Regions from separate parts of the Sus scrofa genome. Here region 2 is linked to region 1. The links are chromatin contacts, called in public promoter capture Hi-C maps. All regions are on one chromosome and are shown on one strand. Each heading gives the region's core, a stretch centred on a gene start, on an enhancer-like site or on the middle of the called end of the contact. The rest is flanking DNA. Distances are from core to core; before and after follow the strand shown.

What was found. Promoter capture Hi-C pulls out the DNA fragments that hold promoters and counts their contacts.
Region 2: a promoter capture Hi-C map of fetal skeletal muscle shows a contact between it and region 1, with 3 times the contacts expected there. The contact joins the promoter of KAT7 here to the promoter of NXPH3 in region 1. A contact is called at or near these places in 2 of 5 promoter capture datasets (fetal skeletal muscle and liver) and 4 of 47 Hi-C or Micro-C datasets (embryonic fibroblasts, fetal liver, skeletal muscle and 1 more).

What each region holds. Positions count from the first base shown.
Region 1 is chr12:25,765,127-25,771,836 of Sscrofa11.1, forward strand. NXPH3 (neurexophilin-3) reads left to right here and starts at 4,048. Exons shown (of 2, transcript XM_003483007.4): 1 at 4,048-4,481. The coding sequence starts at 4,428.
Region 2 is chr12:25,966,086-25,972,706 of Sscrofa11.1, forward strand. KAT7 (lysine acetyltransferase 7) reads left to right here and starts at 4,891. Exons shown (of 15, transcript NM_001195359.1): 1 at 4,891-5,048. The coding sequence starts at 5,034.

The sequences.
Region 1 (6,710 bases), core at 2,798-5,297:
GCACCCCTGTGTTGTTTTCTTTCCTGGGGCACTGGGGAGGCAGGGAGGAGGGAGGGTATAAACAGGCTTCTTCCCAGGGTGAGATCAAGTGAAGCAGGTAAAAGCATCAGAAATGCTAAGCAGATGCCCAGCCAATCCACATCCAGGGTGCAGGTGGGCAGGTGCAGGTGGGTGCAAGGAGGCTGAGGGCCCAGGGGCGGGACTAGTGCATTGAGATCTGCCCTCCTTCATGGAGCATCTGCCGTGGGGGGTGAGGGGGTTGCTGGGGAGACCCCAGAGGTGAGCCTGCCTGCCTGACACACTGGGGGTTCCTTACCTCCAGCACAGCAGTGTCCAGAGTTCACTGAGTCTGCGGGCTGTCTTTCCTCTTTGGGAGCAGCTGGGAGGCCCCAGGTTGGGTACAGTTGCCGGAGGAGCCAAACGCAGTGGTCTTTTTTGTCTCTCTCTTGCCAGGCTGCTCTGCTCCTCTGAGCTGCTGCTAATTCCATCTTTCCTGATATTCCCCACACGCCATTCTATCAAAGTGAAGTCCAGGGGCTGCCTCAATGGGCATTTCCTGGGATATGGGCAAAAAATGCATGGAAGGTCCTGGGCTCCCCGCTGCCACCCTTGGGTGGGCCCCTAGCATCTGCGTTCGTACCATAACCTTCGCTTGGTGCACCCCAGTGTGAGCGCCCCACTGCTCTTGTTGCTTCTGGGATCAGCCCACACGCCCTCCGTGCCCCTGGCTGCCGGTTCCTGCCTGGGAGCCTTTGGGGGCTGCTCTTCCTCTGCCCACCCCTTAAACGCCAGGGTGCCCAGGCTCCTCCATCCAAGCCCCTTGTTCCTCTCACGCATCCATCCCTTCAGTCCCCCAGGCTAGACTTTCTCCTGCCCTCGGCTGGCCAACAGCAAGCCCCAGACTTTTTTTTTTTTTTTTGTCTTTTTGCCATTTCTTAGGCTGCTCCCACAGCATATGGAGGTTCCCAGGCTAGGGGTCCAATCAGAGCTGTAGCTGCCAGCCTACACCAGAGCCACAGCAATGCGGGATCTGAGCCACGTCTGCAACCTACACCACAGGTCACGGCAACGCTGGATCCCTAACCCACTGAGCAAGGCCAGGGATCGAACCCGCAACCTCATGGTTCCTAGTCAGATTTGTTAACCACTGAGCCACGACGGGAACTCCACAAGCCCCAGATTTGACATGACCAAAGTTGACCCCTTCATCCCTTGCCCTGCCCCCATAGTGCCCACCTCAGCCAGCATCTTGCCTACTGTTCAAGCCAGAAACTTGGGTATCATACATGACTCCCTGTCTCCCTTCCTCCCTCATGTCAGCAATAACTCAACCCTGATCTGCCTCCTAAAGATGTTTTCAGTCTCCCCCTAACTGGTTCCCTCCCTCTAGTCTTTCCTCTTTCTGGTGAATTCTCCAAAAGCTTTATCAACAGCAAATCTGGCTCAGTGGTAACGAACTACCCAACTAGGATCCAGGAGGATGCGGATTCAATCCCTGGCCTCGCTCAGTGGGTTAAGGATCTGACGTTGCTGTGACCTGTGGTGTAGGTTGCACTCGGACCCCTCATTGCTGTGGCTGTGTTGTAGGCTGGCAGCTGTAGCTCCGATTCGATCCCTAGCCTGGGAACTTCCATAGGCCACAGAGGCAGCCCTAAAAAGACAAAAACCAAACACCGCCCCCCACTACAAATCTGACTGTAATCACCAGCCTCCTTAAAACTCTTCAAAGGATTTTTAAGGTCCTAACCCCTTGACCTGCACATAAGACCTTCCATCAGGTGGTCCCAGCTTCCTGCTCCAAGCATCCTCCTCTCTCCTTTGAGTTCCAGCAACAGCAAACTGCTTCCGGTTCTAGCCCCTGGACCTCTGACCATTTATTTCTTGTGACTTCAGCATCACCTCCTCCAGGAAGCCACCCCTGTCTGCCCCTGCTCCGATGATCCTTGGCATCTAGGGAGGGATCTGTTATTGCACTCACTACACTGAGTTATCATTGATTTTCGCGCCTTGGTTCTGCGCTAGCCAGTGAGATTCCCAAGGCCAGGAAGGGTGTCCCATTCATCTCTGTGTCCCAACCCCTGGCCTGGTGCCTGGCACCGAGGACAGGCTTGGCTCGTGGTTGATGGATGAATGCGGACGGGAAATTTGAAGGAAGTGAGAGGCAGGAAGGACTGAGAGGGCAGGGAGGGCAAGCCTGGCAGGAGGTGCAGCCAGAGCAAATGTGTGGGCAGTGGAAAAGCCAGAGCTTCCCTTTATTGTACGCCACGACTGCCCGCCAGCCATTGTGCCTGTGCTCGGTTTGCACATTCTGTCTCCTTTAATTCTTACAACTACAGATCAGGAAACTGGCATCAGAGAACCAAAGCAACCTGCCCAAGGTCACACAGCCAGGCCTGGAGTGGAATCCAGGACTGTCTGGCCCGAAAGCCTGTGCTCTTTTTGCTGGGTCACACCGCTCTCCTGGGGATAAGACCTTCTGGAGATGGACAGGGAGTGGGCCCAGCTACGCCTCTGCCTCGCTGAGAGCCGGAACCAGCTGCCCACGCTCAGGCCGACAGCTTCCTCCTCCCAGCCGGACCAGAGGCTCAGAGGCCAGACAAGGATTTATCTGTTCCTTCCTCCCCTGGCTTTGGGGTGGGGGGTGGGGGTCTTTGACTAGACAAGCACATTCCCACCCCCACCCCCGGGGAAGGGCTGCTGCATCCTGTACCACCCAGGGTGCCTGAGGAATGCAGGGGGCTCTGAGACGCTGCCTGGGTTCTGCAGAATCTGTCTCCCTCATCGCACTTGGCCCAGGCTGATATTAAGATTCATCTGCATTCCCCGCGCACCCGCCTGGCAGATGGTGGGGGAGGAGGCTGGGTGCGTGCTGGGGGCTGCAGCCAGAGACCAAACTGGGCCTCGAGGGCCAGGGCAGAGTGCCCACCCTCCCTGCCCCACGGGGCCCAGCCCAGGCTGGAACCACTCCAAATGCTGGGGTGCCTCCTCACCCTCACAGCTTCTAAGGGATGGTAGGATCTGACCTTTGGTTTTTCTAAGGACTAAAAGGGCCCTGCAAACCCAGGCAGAAAACAGAGCTGTAAGGTGATGGCGGATGAGCCCCTCCTTGGAAAATCTCAAATGAGGATCTTTTTTTCTTCCTTCTTGCCCTGGAGGCTTGCAGAGACCAGAGACAGACAGAGACTCAGCTGGGCAGAGAAGCCCCACATCCCAACCTGTGATGCCCTGGATTCCAGGGAGGGCAGTAGCAAAGAATGGAGGTACAGCCATTGGTACAGCCTTCTGGGGCCGGGGGGGAGGTTTATCCCCTGACCCCAGATTCAGAATCCAGCCTGACCCGGCGCAGCCCTTTCAGCCCAGAGCTCCAGCCAAAAGTTTCCTGTCACAGCGATTGGACTGAGAGGTGCAGGGGGCAGGCACGGAGGGTTATCTCAGCCCCTCTGAGTAAAGTAGAAGAGGAAAGGGACTGACATGATACCAAAAGGACTACAGGCTAGACACCTAGAAGAACTTCCCTTGGCACAAAAGCAGAAAATTGGACTTTGGGCTGTGGGGATAGGAGAATGTTCTTTTCTGGCTCTTGTAACGGTTGGGAAAAAATGATCTTTCCAAATTCCAGGTCTCTCGGGGTTCGGGGCCTGGCAGCAGATCCCCAAATGCCCGCTCCCGGGGACAGGCGCCTTGCCAGAGGGGTGGAAAAAGTAGGGTGCCTTTCCCCGGGCCACCACCCTCTCCCTTCCTCGCCAAGCGTTACTCCGCCCCCGCGTCTGTCCCCGGCCTCCCAGGTCCCGGGGCTGCGGGCCGGCAGGGGAGGAGTTAACTCCGGAGGTACCGGCTGGGCTCACAGTACCTGCCGCCGCCGCCGCCGCCGCCGCCGCCGCCGCCGCCGCCGCCGCGGGTGGGAGGGACGAGGAAGCGGAGCCGCCTGGGCGCCGGGAGCGCTCCAGTCTGGCGGGGCGCAGCGAGGCGAGCGGCGGCGGGGCTCGGCTCGGCCCGGGGCTTCCGCCAGGGGGCGCGCCGCGACGGGGCGGGAGGGGCCGTCTGGTCTGGGGAATTAGCGCAGGGACGAGCGCGCGCGCGGGTCCCCCACACATCTGGGCGAGAGCCGCGCCACTGGAACCGAGGGGGCATATCGGGAGCGACGGAGCCACCGCGCAGCTGGGGCCCTTCGAGGCGCTCGGGGCGCACATCTGGGGCCTCGCGAGGGGGCCACGCCGCGCGCAGCTGGACCAGGGGAGGGGGGGCTGCGGCTGCACAGCTGGACCGAAGGGGGCGGGGTCGGTCCTGGGCGGCTGGCAGCGCGGAGGGCCGCGAGTGGCCGGGCACTGGAGCATGGGACGGCGCACCTGAAAGAGCAGGGGTGAAGAAGGGCCTGGGACCCTAAAGGAAAAAGAGGAGAGAAAGGGGCACGGGAGCAAAGGACGAAGATGCAACTGACTCGCTGCTGCTTCGTGTTCCTAGTGCAGGGCAGCCTCTATCTGGTGAGTGGTCCGCGGGGAGCGGCGCGGAGGGGCGGGGGCCCGGAGAATTGGGGGAGAGCGCGGGAAGCTCCGGAGCCCGGAAACTTTCTCCCTTCCCCCCCACATCCCGGGGATGGAAGCGTAGCCTGGAGGCTGGGGGAGAGGGCGGGTCCGAGGCCGGAGACTGTACAGAAAGGGTTAATAGGGGCGGGGAGAGGGTGCTGGGCTGGCCCACCCACTCGGCCGCTGGTGGCAGGAGGTGCGACGGGCACGAGGGAAAATGCCCGCAGCCGTCGCCAAGGGTTACTCGACCCCTTTCGGCGCCCGGGGCCCCGCGGAAGGGGAGTGGGAGGTGGTTGTGGAGCCGATGACCTGCCAGGGCAGGGGGCGTGGGCTCGTCTCTGACCTCGGGGGACCCGGAGGACCCCGGGCTCTGGGTTCCCCAGCGCACGAGCCTGTCCAGGAGGGGGGCCGCCCCTGCGTCCCTCGCTCCCGCCTTCCCTCCCGCTCCCTCCCTCCCTCCCTCCCCGCCTGTTGTTTTCCTCTCCGCTCCCGGCTGCGCGCAGCCCGAGCCCCACAGGACCTGGGCAGGCGGCTCCCGCCCCGGGCGCTCGCGGTAGCTGAGCGGAGCGCCCGGAGCCGGCTCCCCGTGCGCTCGCTCGCGCCTTCCCTGCGGCCCAGGACGGGGGGAATCCACCCCCGCCCCCCCAGCCCAGGGCTCAACTCCCCTCCGACCCAGCGCCCGCCAATCGGCTACCTAGCAATCCTGTCGTGGAGAAGCCTCGGCCCCACATCTGGGTCTGCCCTTCTCAAAACAATAATCCCCTTTGCCACTGGGTGGGCGAATCCTTCTCCCCATCCTCCAGCCTTCAGCTGTGACCCTAGGAGGCCAAGTACACAGAGGTCTGCCGCCGGGAGCCCAACTCCCAGAGTCTCTCCTCCTGCTGTCTCTCTGCCCTGGCTTTGGATCCTGGCAGGCAGGGCCACTGCACACAACCGAGGTCATGGCCAGAGCAGAACAGGGGACCAGAGGACCCCAACCCCCTTTGGAGCCCTCCAGACCCCAGCCCGTAGGCATCCTATGTCCTCACCCCAGGGTCACTAGCAATTCCAGATGCTGCTCAGCTGTGTGCTGGGGCCCCTGGTCTTGGTATCGAGACACAGAGGGCCAATCCTTGCTTCAAAAGCTGAGCACACCCACACCGGGTGACTGTCCTCAGGAACCCTGGTGCCCTCTGGAGCTGTGTCCTCTGTTTGAGCTCATCAGGCTGTCCTGCTGGCCTTCCCCACCGCTCCTCCAAGAAACATCCCCAGATGTTGCCTGTCCCTGGGGCTGATGCCGCAGAGGCCAGTGGAGGCTCTGCAGAGCTTTACACGAGATTCCAGGTGGGGATGGGGCTCGGATAAAACCCCCATAGGAGGACCCATCTGGTTTGTGAGACTGGGAGTGCGGAGGGATGGGAGGGCTGAGTCTGTGCGACGTAGCCGTGAATGATGGTATCTGTGAGCCTCATGTCGCCATCTGTGAAATGGGCACAATACGAACTCCTGCCTCCTAGCACAAAGAATGCTCTGGCCTGTTATCATCAGTGGTCCCCAGAGGAGCATTTGGCCATCCTCTTGGGTATGGAACGCACCCGCGTCTCCCTCTCGTCGTCCTGCCAAAACCTAAACCGCATTTGTATTTGAGGGAGAATTTCACTGAGTTCCTTTTTCTTTTCCATTATCTGTTGATTCTCTTTGCCTCTGAGGGTAAAACTTTCCCAGGGTAGGGATGGTATCTCATCCAGCAGACTGGGAAGTCCCCAAAGGCAGGGACTGTACCTCCCCTGCCAAACTCAGGGCTCTCCCAGCAGAGGGATGGAGCTCCCCTGTCTGACTTGGGGCTCTCTGAGGCCAGAGACTAAGCCTCTCCCCATCGGCCAGGGAATTTCACAAAGGCAGGGACTCTGTCTCTCCTGTCAGACAGGGGTGCTCTGTCAGCACAAGGATGTGCTTCTGCCATCAGATGAAGGCTCTGCCAAGATCAGAAGCAGGGCCACCCCCATCAGACTGGGGACCAGGAGTACAGACCATGTACCTCTGCTGCCGTGGTCCCCTGGAGAGTCTTCTCCACTGTCCTTCCAGATTTTGAACAGTGGCCAGAGGCAAGACAGTGGGGAGAGGAGGGAGGGGTGAGCAGAAGGCCAGAACATGAGATGGAGGAGTTCCCGTTGTGGCTCAGTGGTTAATGAATCTGACTAGGAACCA
Region 2 (6,621 bases), core at 3,641-6,140, 200 kb after region 1:
CCTGAGCCTGCTGGGATCTGTCCAATACGTTCCCCCAGAGTGGGGCTGGGGGCGGGGGAAGGGGGGGATCAGGTGATCCAAGAACCAAATTAACAAGTGGCCAAGAAGGTTAGAGAAGTCCCAGGCCATCTCCAGTAAAAAAGGCGGGACCACTAGGTGACCTCGCTGACTCTATTTTTAAGGCAGCTTGTAAGTGAAAAGATCTTAATATGAATTATGGTCACATTAGCAACCTCTGGGAATCTCCCACAGGGATAGAGACTGGGCCAATACTTGTACTCAGAAGTTATACGATTGGCCCGGCTACTTAGCATGGCTTTGAAAGGTCAAGGCATGTTTCCCTACCTTCCGGGACAGTTATCTACACACCGAGGGAACTGCTGTCCCCAAGCCCTCCTGGTCAAAAAAAGACTTAGGGGAGAGGAGGTGGCCGGTTCTGTGCAAGTCTTTCCTAACTGAGCCAACGCCTGGCAGTGGCCACATCGCTTACTGAACCCTTTTAGATGCCAGCAAGGAAGAAGCTGGAGGCCGTGAGGCCAGCCAGGCAAAGCTCCCAACCTCCAGGAACTCCCAGGCCTTTGAAGCAAACAATGAACAACCACACTTTGTATTTGAAATATGGTACCTATCATTTTCCTGGCTAGGGCAGCATTTGAAAGGAAATTGAGGGTCTGTTAGGGAGCTTCAAATGTAACTGAGGAGATGAGATACAGATACGAGAAGGAAAATTCACAAGAACGTACATAAAAGATTACCCCGCTACCTCTACCCTGTTGGGTTCCTCCTCCACTCTGGGTAAGTTATCATTATGGCACCATTATTATTATGATTTTTTCCTTTTTGCCATTTCTTGGGCCGCTCCTGTGGCATATGGAGGGTCCCAGGCTAGGGGTCGAATCAGAGCTCTAGCCACCGGCCTACGCCAGAGCCGCAGCAACTCGGGATCTGAGCCCCGTGTGCAACCCACGCCACAGCTCAAGGCAGCGCTGGATCGTCAACCCACTGAGCGAGGCCAGGGATCGAACCCGCAACCTCATGGTTCCTCGTCGGATTCGTTAACCACTGCGCCACGACAGGAACTCCATTATGGCACCATTCTAACTGCCACTCTGATCAGTCCTCCTCACAGCTTCCAAATAGAGATCTCTAAAGTGCAAGTTGGCATTCCCGTCGTGGCGCAGTGGTTAACGAATCTGACGAGGAACCATGAGGTTGCGGGTTCGATCCCTGCCCTTGCTCAGTGGGTTAACCATCTGGCGTTGCCGTGAGCTGTGGTGTAGGCCAGCAGTTGTAGCTCTGATGTGACCCCTAGCCTAGGAACCTCCAATATGCCATGCGTGTGGCCCTAGGAAAGACAAAAAAATAAAAATGAAAAACAAAGTGCAAGTCAAGTCGTTAGACTTCTTTGCTTAAAGTCCTTCAGAGAGTCCCCTCACCTCCAGCTCAGGCTTCTCAGCAGAACATTCAAGACTCTGCAGGACCTGGTTCCCCAAATTATTCCTGCCTCTTCTTTTGTCAATCACTGCAACCCCTGCATGCCCTTAGTCACCCCCACACAGTCCTGCTCCACAGGTCTGCGCTTTTGCACAGGCTGTTCCCTTGGCCTGGAAAGCCCCTGTTCTCCAGGTCCATTGGCAAACTTAATCGTCCTGTGAAGTTCCACTCTTACTTCATCTCTGTATGAATCCTTTTCCAAACCCTCAGTGTCCTTCTCTGTACCACTTCTGAACTTTGCTTATCTTTCTGCTGTTCCATTAATACTCTGTCGTGCTCTGGAACGACAAGCTTCCTGGCCTGGGGAAACACAATGTTGGGTTTTTTTTGTTTGTTTGTTTGGTTGGTTTTTGTCTTTTTGCCATTTCTTGGGCCGCTCCAGCGGCATATGGAGGTTCCCAGGCTAGGGGTCCAATCGGAGCTGTAGCCACAGGCCTACGCCAGAGCCACCAGCAACTCAGGATCCGAGCTGCATCTGCCACCTACATCACAGCTCACGGCAACGCTGGATCCTTAACCCACTGAGCGAGGCCAGGGATCGAACCTGCAACCTCATGGTTCCTAGTCAGATTCGCTAACCACTGAGTTACGACTGAAACTCCCGAAACACAGTGTTTTAATGCTTTAACTCAATATATAATATATAATACATAATGCCTCGGTAACATTCGGAGCCTCCTGCACTGAAGCGAGTCTCAATAGACAAAAACAAACAACCACTAAGACTATGGAAAGTTATTTTTCACAATCATTAGGATAGTCCAGCCATGACTAGGGTGACTGAAATTATAATGATCAGTAATAATGGCTATTTATTGAGCGCTTATTCTGTCAGGGACTGTGCTAAGCGCTTTACAACAATCATTTCCTTTAATCCTTATAACAGCCCTGTGACATGGCTATTGGTATCTTGACCTCACAGCTGAGAAATCTGAGGCACCAATACCTTTTAAAACTTGTCCAAGAGCAAAGCAGACAAAGTAGCAGGACTGAAATTCAAATCCAGATCTGACATCAGAGCCCAGTACTGGACACGAGAACAGCTGATGAATAAAATAAATAGGAGTTATGTTCCTATTACTTGTTTCGGGAGGAGTGAAACAGAACACCTACCAAACTGTAAAGTATATATAAATCAGTAAGTACAAACTAACATATCACTGTGCCCTACTACCTTAGAAAGAATACATCAGGAGAGACCTTCTGAAGAAAGCAAATTTTAAAGATGGTCGGGAGATGCATCAAGGCAGGAAGAAAAGCCTGTGTGAGAGCGCAAAGACAGGGAGAATAGTAGGACCACTTTTGCAAAGTCTGGCGGATGAGGATTGTCAGGGGCCCGGTCAAAGGCTTTAAACCAGCAGTTCGTGCATCACGAGCTAATTTCTGCTGGAGGGTATGCTCTTCAAGGACAAGGCATGTCTCAATGAAACTGTAAACTCTTTCGGTGTTAGCTGCAGTGTTTGAAAATGCAGTGCGAGGGATTAATGTGGAACATTTGTAATGTTGGTATTTGTATGATGAATGGCTAAGTCAGGATAAGATTTTATTCTCATATGCTAATTCCCAGGGAGGGATACTTCACCATCTTTGAGGGCTAGACATTCTGACAGTGTGAAACAGTAAACATATTTTGATTGAGGAACAAGAATTTACTATGGGTAGAGCACAGTCTGGCTGCCATTAAGGATGGTATAAAAGAAGAGAGATACGCTTTTTTTGTTGTTGTTTCGTTTTACTTTATTTTTAGGGCCGCACGCACAGCATATGGAAGTTTGAACATGGAAGTTCCACATCTGGGACCTACACCACAACTCATGGCCATGCCAGATACTTAACCCACTGAGGCCAGGGATGGAACCCACATCCTCATGGATACCAGTCGGGTTTGTTACCACTGGGCCACAACGGGAACTCCCGAGATATGGTCTTAACATAAGTGCTCTTTACCAGTAGTTGGGGAGCCAGAACACCCAAGAGTAACCTTGGGAACACCCGAGTAGGTGCAAAATAACAGTAATAGTGTGAAATTAAATAAGTTCTTTTGTGCAGTTCAACCTAAGTAGGCCATTTAAAGGTGTTTATGGTAAACATTAAAACCTAAATACTAACAGCTGCCTGTGTTATTACCAGCCCAGGATACACCCAAGGAGAGTGCTAAATAAGGGTCTGGAACTCTAATCCTTCTGAGTCCTCTGCTTAGCACAACAATCAGATGTTTACCTTCTGCTGCTTTGTTCTTTAGTTCAGCTCCAGGGGGAAATCTCCATCTTAGCTAGCCTCAGGTGAAACGGGCTCCAGGATCCTAACTTAATGACTCTTGGATTTTTTTTTTTTTTTTTTCCTCCCAGTCTCTGGGCAAAGCTTTACTCCACACAAGGCTTTTCTCCCAGCGAGGTTAAATCCTCAACGCTTGCTGTTCACTTCTCAGCCTTTTCTTACCGCTCTTCTGCCAACCTTACATCTTCCACCAACTTCTCCTTTCTAGGCAGCTAACATCAATGCCTTTCTGAGCTCCAGCTTTACTAAAAATATTCCTTCCTCTTCCTCCAACTCCTGACTCAAGCGTCTGGATTTCGAGAGGTCACTTGGGCTAATGGGGTTCAATGCTTTTCCAACTCTGGTACCGCGCACGCGCGCACACACACACACACACACTCATCCCGAGGGCCACCCAAGGCTCTCAAACCCATACAGGATGAGGGGACGAAGTGGGTGTGCTCACCACAGAGCTAAACTGGTAATTCTTTGGAGCAACAGTTTCTGGAGAATGGTTGTGTCTCCTTTCGCGAGTGAACGGATCAACATACTTGCGGTTCGCTAAAGGCAAGGACAATGTCTCCTCTACCAGACAAGAAACTTCTTCATGAAGGACGCTACCTTCTTTCTGTCCTTTCACAAGCCCCCATTCCCAGCACTGTGAGACACCGAATGGCTCTTAAAATAGTTTCTTGTGCAAAATAGCCCTTCCCAATTTTGAGTTTATGTGATAAAGGGAAACGTCCTTTAGCCAATTCGGCGACTAAGGGGTTAAACCTCAGCAACCTGATGGATTCTGGGGCTTTCTTTCCTCGACTTCAGAAATTAAAACCAAAGGGAAGGGAAATTTTGCCCATTGTAAAGATGAGAACTGTTAACTTCAACTGTCAGGCTTCTGCCCCAAACAGGAATGGCTACCCACGCCTACAGAGGATGCCATTCCCCTAACTAAAAATGGCGGGCCCCAGTTTCCACTGTCGCTGCCACTTTCTGCCCAATTCCAAAATGGCTCCCGCTAGCCTCACCGGAGGGGGAAACCTCCCAGAATCCTCTCTGGCCCTAACGTCAGGTGACGCAAGCCTCAGCCGGAAGTGGAGGAAAAAGCGCCTCAGCCCGCGGCGCCTGCGCAGAAAGGTCTAGACGCTGTGAAGCAGGAGGCACTTGGGATCGTCCGCAGGATTGGGACTGCTACAGAGGCCGCCACGGAGCCCGCCGGAGCCACCGTTCCCACTGCTGCTGCCGCCGCTGCCCGAATCGGAACCGTCGGGCCGCAGCCGCCGGCAATGCCGCGAAGGAAGGTGAGAGGAACGGGACAGGAGGGATGGCGGGTTTCTAAAGGGCAGTCGATTGAGAAGAGTGACGCAGTTGGCCACGCCTCACAGTGGTTGGGTTCCAACTTCCCGCTTCCCTGAACCTAGCTCAGCAACCCTCGCTTCTGTCCATACCCAACAGAAAAATGTGGGCCCGACTGTGGCCTCGGCCTATGCTTGCACCTATTCCCGCCCTCTGCTTGCCTGGCTCGGAGGCGTTCTTCTCGGCAATTGGTCGCTGAAACGTCTAGAAGCATGTTGATTGGCTGGCGACACCGCCCATTTGGGCCCAACGGTCACCTCCCCGCGTGTGGGGGCGGTGTCTAGGCCCGGCTCTACCGCTCTCCGACTGGATGTAGAGAACGATCCCTCTTCTCTTGATTGGCGGGGCTTGGCAGTCTGTCCTGTGGGGGCGCGGTTTAGCGGGACCGCGATTGGGTGGCACGAGTCCCCTCCCATCCGTATGGTGATGCTCATAGGAGGAGAGGCGGGGTTTGGGGAGTATCCTTCCTTTCCCCGCGGAGGACACAACAAAGCAGAGGACTGGGTGGTAGAGAAGCAGCGCCCACTCCCGAGGGATCCCTTCCAGGCCTGTTGCACCTAAGCTGCGGTTTTCCCTTATGTGCTTAGTTGGACAGCGCCTAGAAAATGAAGTTCGTAAATCGGAAACTTCCTAGAATTAAATGGGACTTGACGATGTCATCTAGGGACACCCCCATCCCTTTTCTCAGCTAAGCAGAGGCTTAAGGGAGTGCCCCAAGCCACTCAATTAGGCAATGACAGAGCCTGGACTACAGGACAAATCTAATTCAGTTCAACAAACGTTTATTGACTCTTCGCTATGTGCTGGTTGCCGAGGACTCGAAAATTAATTAGACATGATCACTGGCTTAAGGAATCAGAGTCTGAGAGGAAAACAGACATTTAAATAACTGTAGAAGGGTTTAGTAAATTCTCTACTTGGCAGTAATAAAGATTAATGGGAGGGAAGTGGAGCAATTTAATCTGCTCTGGAGTAAGATGGGAAGTAGTTGGTGAAAGCAGTAGAGGAGAGCTGAGCTCCAGGGTCATGCCAGGAAGGGATGGGCAGAGATGATTAGGGATTCAAATAGCTGGGTAATTGGATTGGATGACCTTTAAGACTCCCCTTTCATCTTAATTTTTGGTGATTCTCTGTGGATCCTCCACTCATTTCCTGGCAGATTATCCTTGAAATATTTGGAACGCTGGGTGGTGGTCTTGCTCATTTCTGCAGAAATCTTTCTCTTCACAGAGGCTTTCAAATATTTACATTTTTTAATGTCTCCAAAATGACCTACATTGATAGGTGGTATTTATGTTAAGGCTCACCAAATAGTACTGGTGTCTTGGAATAGGCCCACAGTCTCCTTTTTGCAATCCCCAAGTACAAAGAGTTCTTGAAAATGTGTGTTTTTTAGTAACTTATTTCTTGGCAGAACCTGTTCTAAACTGTTCTGAGGCTATTTACAGTTTTTGTGTCTCATTTAGTGTGATTGTACATATATTTTGCTGCAGAAAGGGTGTTATTTGCAGGATGTAT